2 separate regions of the Rattus norvegicus genome follow, and region 1 is linked to region 2. Evidence: chromatin contacts called from public Hi-C data. All regions are on one chromosome and are shown on one strand. The core of a region is the stretch at or near the end of the contact, and the rest is flanking DNA. Distances in the headings are between cores, read along the strand shown.

The links. Hi-C and Micro-C count contacts between places; a contact is called where the count stands out from the background.
Region 1: a contact with region 2 is called in a Hi-C map of frontal cortex, with 2.7 times the contacts expected there. The contact joins two enhancer-like sites.

The regions. Positions count from the first base shown.
Region 1 is chr3:143,687,090-143,690,496 of GRCr8, forward strand. All of the region lies in intron 7 of Plcb4 (phospholipase C, beta 4), which reads left to right. Among named protein-coding and RNA genes, the nearest start is that of Lamp5, 140 kb to the right of the region's middle. Within about 2 kb of position 1,367, at least 31 of the 93 cell types and tissues checked have an H3K27ac peak or open chromatin away from gene starts, as enhancers often do.
Region 2 is chr3:143,498,764-143,502,311 of GRCr8, forward strand. All of the region lies in intron 2 of Plcb4 (phospholipase C, beta 4), which reads left to right. Among named protein-coding and RNA genes, the nearest start is that of Plcb4, 95 kb to the left of the region's middle. Within about 2 kb of position 1,453, at least 3 of the 93 cell types and tissues checked have an H3K27ac peak or open chromatin away from gene starts, as enhancers often do.

The sequences.
Region 1 (3,407 bases), core at 117-2,616, 190 kb after region 2:
GAAAGGAGGGAATGAAAGGAGAGGGAAGGGGAAAGAAGGAAGAAAGGAGGAAGAGAGGGAAACCAGGGATGGGAGGCTCTTAAGGTTTAACCCAGGCTGGCACTCCTGGCTACTTTAACTAGCAAGTCTGTGGGACCCCCACAGTATATAAGGCAGGGACAGAAGAATGAAGTGAAATTCTGTGGGTGGTTTCCTCTGGTGAATAAGGAGGTTTGGGGACTCTAGAAGGAGCTGGACTGGGATCTGGGACATGGAAAAGGGAGGAGGAAGCTAAACCACAGGCTGTCCTGGAGCTTTGTAGATCCATCTCACCTTGAACTTGAGGTAACCACCTTGTAAAATAGTGGCTCTCAACCTGTGTGTCATGACCCTTTTGGGGGTCGAGCAACCCTTTCACAGGATTAAGTAGACAAACACAGACATTTACATTATGATTAATAACAGTTCTGAAGTAGCAACGAAATAATTTTATGGTTGGGGTGGCCACAACATGAGGAACTGTGTTAAAGGACTGCAGCATCAGGAAGGTTGAGAAGCATTGTTTTAAAGGAAAATCGTTGCTGTATCTACTCAGTCTAAATTCTTGTGGGTTTAGTCCAGTTATTGTGTGTTTCTGTATCCTCTGAATGAGGAGGGGTTCTCTTGTTTGTGACTGTTTTCCAGAGTTCTATAGCAGCCAGACGCATAATGAGGAAGGCCCAGACATTTGCCAGGAGCTGGATGCTTGATGTCTGGCTGTCTGCATGAAGAAAATCAGGTCAAGGAGTGATAGAAGCCAGGCCCAGTGTCCCCTCTCCCTCTCCCAAATGCCCAGGAAATCCTACACAAGACTCCTCAAGGATTCCATTTTCCTGAGAAGGGATACAATAGGTCAAGTTAATTTATAACGTATTAGAAAGGATTAAAGAGTAAGAGAATAAAGTGGTTATCAGTGCTAATATGTATATTTAATATGCTCCTGGCTTTGGCTTCAATATTCAGCACAAATAAAATAAATACAACTAAAATATAAAAGAAAGGTGAGACTTTAGTGGGGAAGCCAGGCCTCTCTGTATTCAAGTGCTATTTCCTGTTTTGGTGAAGTTGCCTGGTGCCCCTGCTGTGTGTGTCCACTCAGAACAGCAGGACCAGAAAGTGCCCACTTGGGGCAAGCCCAAGTCCCCACCAAGGCGTATCTGTTGTCCGATGGCTCAGAGATACACCTCGAAGGGTGTCATGCTGCTAAATTATTCAAGTTAATCGACAGCACTTCAAACGGGTTTATCTTAAGTCGCCACATTAAAAACGGTTAATCTGGAAATAATCAGAGAATCAATGGGACTGTACTGACACCTGCTGGCCCCTGAGCTACCTACCGTTTGCAAAGAACCATGAGATGCACTCATGCTCTGTGCTCTGGCCTGAGGGGAACTGGGGCAGATCTGAAAGGCGTTCCTCACTGCACAGGGAGCATGGAATAAGCCATTGGGGGAAAACCTCCCAACATGGGGACCTGCCCCAAGCAAGCTGCTCTGTGACTCTAAGGCCCTTTGCCCACATCACAGCCTCCCTCCCAGTGCTGAGCTAGCCCTGGGGACGGCGGTGGCATTGGCAACGGGTGTGTTCTGTCATGAGTGGTGATATCAAAGGAGGTCACCTTTGCATTCTAATGAACAAGAGTCTTCCCCAATGCTATTTAAAAACCAAAACAGAAAAATAAAAACAAAGCAAAACAAAAGTAAAACAAACAAACAAACAAAAAAAACCCACCTAAATACCTCCCCTCCCCCAGTGTCTGGTGATTATTTCTAGAAACAACTAAAACTGTTGTTTCTCTGTACCGGGCACTCCTCCTGTGCCCTAGGAAACTGTGGACTTTGTTCTGTGTTTTGGAACATATCTCAAACCTTCAGGTTGAGAAAAATACCCACAGTTAATGCCATCCAAATTATTTGTGCTTTTTCTGTCTGCTCCTGGGAAACTGTGGGGCTGTGGTTTGTTAGGCCAGTAACAGGATATTCAATAATCTCCGGGGAGCCAAGTCCATATTTAGCCTGACAGAGGAAGAGAGGTCTGGTAATGAGAAATGAAGCAATTCTTTAAAGCTGCTATTTCGTTTCTTGCTTCTCTCTCTGTACCCAGACCTCACCTGTTTGTTGAAGCCTTTGATGCTATTTGCGGTTCTCAGAAAATGGCCTTTGCTAGCTGCAAAAGGAAAGGTGCCTCTCAGAGTTCTTCAGTCAGAAAGCTGTTAGCAATGTCTGGACCTCTCCAAGGCAATAAAAGCCATTAGCCTCACACCCAACAGGATGGCCCCAGTGAGGATGTAGAAGTTAGCACCCTCAGCCCTGTTGGTAGACTTGCAAGATGACAGAGCTGTCACAGAAAGCAGAACGGCATTTTCTTTAAAAGTTGAAAGCATCCTCATGTGGTCCTGTGGTCCTGCCTGCGGGCATTTATGCAAAATAATTTGTATCAGTTATTTACAGTATCCAGAACGAAGGAGCTCGGGTGTCCATGGAGAGAAGAAATGGATGGATGGGCCGTGGCATGCCCACACAATTGAATTCCACCTTAACAAGGCAGAATTGGACATGTTAAATGAAAACCTTATGCCTAGAGAAGTAAGCCAGTCAGAACATGGTAAATCCTGTGTGATTATTCTTGCTCGAGATACTTAACATAATAGAAAACATAGACCCAGGAAACAAACCAGTGAGGGTCAGAGGGAGAGGCACAGATGGGGTGATGGGTGCAGGACATGCAGGATCAGCTAAAGCCCCTGAGACGGAAACATTTCTGTTCTGTGTGTTTTTACCAAAATTAACATGAGAAGACATCAAATAGCAAGACCCAAACCACGCCGTTATAGAGGTCAGGGTTTTCAGAGATGGAATCTCTTGTCTAATGATTTGAAGCCTGGTGCTATTGGGCCGTGCTGCGTAACAGGAACTTCCGGGATGACAAGGGTGTTTCTCCTGGGCACTCTCAGGACACTGCCTAGAGTTCTCGTCATGGCCTTGGAGCACTGGAATGTCAACTGAGACATCCGATTTTAGCTCCGTTCAATTTGAATTTAAGGAAGCCTAGGATCAACAACAGTGGCGTTCACATTCGTGTTACTTCTTATTCCAAAATCTCTTTCTCCTCTTGGCAGTGGCTACAACCCCAAGGAGGTAAAGAGTGGGCTGGGGAGGAGCCTTAGGTCTGTTTCTTCCCAAGCACCAGTTGGCTGCAAAGCATGTCAACAATGTGCCATTCTTTTATGGCATTCGTTAGCATCAGACCTTAGATCCAGGGCCAGTGTTGGCCTCAGTTCATGGACTAACCTTTTCTAGAAAAATGCCCTTTTACAGACCCAAAGTTCCTTCCCGTCATGCTTAATCTGTCTTCACTTTTCCTTGTAAACCCATGGAGTGATGGTATGA
Region 2 (3,548 bases), core at 203-2,702:
TTTTGTCCACAATGTGTATAGGAAAAGAGGAAGAAGAAGTCAAGAAGAGGCTGCTGTGCCAGACTGAAGATTGAGCTAATATAATTCTTCACTCATGTTGCAATATTATCTTTCATTTTTAAAACCACACACACACACACACACACACACACACACACACACACACACACACACACAGTCTAGCTAGCGGAGAGGTTGCATAGACTATTCAGCCTAGACTTGGGCTCTAACGCTGGGGGTGATTTGATTGGGGCTTGAACTTGGAGGTCTGTGGTACAACCAGTTGTATAAAATATGAGTTAGATGAAGTTCAGCCAGTTTCTTCATCCTGGAACGTTGAGAGACTTGAAGGTGCTGATGGATTTAAAGCGTGTGCAGGGTGACATTACTCCGAAGTATAGTTCTAGAAACAATCCTTACAGTTGGGCTGTCTGCATCCGCAGGAATGGTGTCCATCGTGTATTGCCACGGTAAGCCGCATAACAAGCAAGCACAGAACTTCAGGGGAAGGCAAGCATGTAAGCATCGGTGGTGTGTTGCCTTGAGAGCTGGCTCAGTGGTTAAGAGTGCATAGCATACTGCCCTGGCAGAGGACGGACGCTCAGTTTCCGGTCCTCACAGTAGGTAGCTCACAACTGCCTCTGCCTCTAACTCCAGTGGATCTAAGGCCCGTGACACCCTCTCTACATATAAGTAAACATAAAATTGAAAAAGTCTTTGCAAAGTTAAAAAATTAACTTGGCATGATGGCCCATGCCTTTAGTACCAGCATTCGGGAGGCAGAAGCAGGAAGATCCCCAAGTTTGAGGCCATCCTGGTCTACAGAGCAAGTTCCAGGGCAGCCAGGGTAAACCCTATTTTGCAAAACCAAATTGGACTTACTTCATTTTGACTACAAGTGTTTTTACGTGCATTTACGTATGTTGTATGTATGTATATTCACCGTGTGCCTGCCTGGTGCCCATGGGAATCAGAAGGAGGGGCTGAATCTCCTTGCACGAATTATCGATGGTTGTGAGTCTCCATGTAGGTGCTAGCAGCTGAGCCCTGGCATACAAAAAGAACAGTAAGTCCTTTTAACTGCTGAGCCATTTTTCCGGCTCTGAAGATACCTATTTTTTTTAAAAATGTACCCATCCTAAACGTTTAGAGGTTCACTTGCTCTTCATCTGGTCTTAGCTGACTTCAGCTGACAGCAGTGTCTATGGTCTCCTGCGGACTGGGCAAACAGTTCTGCCCTCAGCTGGATTGGCCTATGTGTCTATGTTGGTGAGTTAGGATGACTTTAGCCAGTAAGACCAAGGCGACATATTTCTGCAATGTGTGTCCTTCACCTTCGAGCATGCTCGGTCTGGCATGTTTGCTTAGGTATGGCACAGGAGCAAGAACAGAAGGGGACAAGGCCGCTGTATGAGGACTTCCACAGCCTTTGCTACTTTACATCCTGTTCGATAATGTCTTCTTGGCTAACGGCAGGTGTGGCCTGTGACAGCAGAGGATGGCACCTGAAGGTTACATGGCAGAAGGTGTGGTCACAGGAAAGGAGAAGAGTTGAGCGTGTTCTGCAGTCAGACCACCCTCGACCCAGCGTAAGAGTCGCTGGATGAGATCACAGTCAACTGAGTGAGGAATGAGGTCAGACTCTTTCTCTGCCACGACCATAGATTGTGCTTTTAATTCTGGTAGGCAGTCTCACAAATAGACATCTGGGCCATGTCAAGGAAAAGACAGACCGGTGATCTGGATCTGTAAAGGGTCTTTGTTGTCTTTGTGTGGGATCAGTCTACTCAGGGCTGAAAGGAGTGTGGATCCCATGCAGTCATGGCATTACATCATGTCAGAAGGAAATGAGAAAACGGGCACAGAGAAGATCCTTGGCCTATGTAATGCCAAACAGGCGGCTAAAAGCAAAGCCGGGTCTCAACCCCAGATCCTCTCTCAAGCCATTAAGGGCTCTAATGTCCTCAAAGAAGTTTTGTTGGAGGGTGGAAGGACTAAATGTGTTCGTAGTCTGTACTGAAAGAACAAATCATATCTCCTCCTCAGGGTCTGTAATGTAAGAGGTTTTTAAAATAGGAAGACCAGAGAGGAGCCGTGCTGTGTTTGTCTCTGGGAAGCTCAACTGTGGCTGCCCATCTTTGGGAATCTAGTTTTATTTTCTGTTTTCCTTTCCTTCCCCTTCCCTGCCCCTCCCTCTGCTTCATGAGTAGAAGTCAGCATAGGACTCCTGAGAAGAATCTGTGTTCTAGCTCCTCCTTTGTTGACTTGCATGTGAAATTGTAGAGCAGTTTGAGCTGAATAAATAAAATTTGGGTAATGAAATTCTACCCATTTAAGCACTGTCAAATAAACAGGTTTTTGTGGCAGGATAGACACACTTTTGAAGTATTAGATTTTTAAAAATGTATTTAAGAGAGAATAATGGGAAACCTTTAGCTCCTGGCTCTTATGTATTTTTGGCAGTAGGAATGGACCCAGACCCTCTCTTAGGCTAGGCAAGCGCTCACCACTAAGCTGTAATCCCAATCATAGTTTTTTTTTTTTTTTTTTTTTTTTTTTGGTTCTTTTTTTCGGAGCTGGGGACCGAACCCCGGTAAGCGCTCTACCACTGAGCTAAATCCCCAGCCCCCCAATCATAGTTTTATTTTTAAGTTATTTCCTGTTTTTTAAGAACAGGGTCTTGCTTGCTGCATATCTGAGGCTGTCCATAAATTGTCCCACCAATGCTGGATCAAAGCCGTGAGCCACCATGCCTGGAAGCCTTGTCTCTTTAGACCTCGGGTTTTGAGCTGAGCAGTAACGGAAGCCTGTGCTTGTGAAGACCCAGTGAGTGTGAGAGCGCGATGCCACCCCACACCCCTGCTTAGCGCAGCTAGAGCATACGCGATCACTTGCCGTTTCGCTGGCTGTACGTAGACTCATGCTTTAAATTGTTCAATTTTATTCACAGAGTGTTTATGCTTCTTGCCGGTTTCTTTCCTGCTGCATTCTTGGGCTGTTTAAGCACAGCTGTGTCCATTAGACCTGTCTATTCCATGCTTCGCCCCTGCTCCTAGGCCGCATTGTCCTCTGGCACCGGAGTAAGCCCTGGTGAAGGTTGTCGTGGAGGCAGAGCCAGGGTGTCTCTCTGTGTCTCTACCCGCAGTACCTGTGGGAATAACTGTGTCCATGTCATGGTTTCCATCCTCGCAACTCAGAAGCCTGTTCTGTTGTCACCAGGTGGCTCCAGTCCCTGAGCTCTGATAGCCCCACACCCTGTTGTCAAACCCACTCCTCTCTCCTGTTTCAGTTGCTGGCTACTGCACCCAGGGCAAATGAGAAACCCTCGAGCTTCACTGTTAGCCTGGAAGTTGCCTTTTTATTTTCACAGTGATTTTCCCTGTCCTGATTTGCTTCTTGAAGTCTACCTTGAGGACAATATCCAACTGTTTAGTTTAGTTTCTTGGTCAAAATGATGAAAATGTCATCAAGTGATTGTGAATGGCAGTTTAAAGATACCGGGCTCCAGTTCTAGCAACACCACTCCTGGTTTGTGCAATCCAACATGT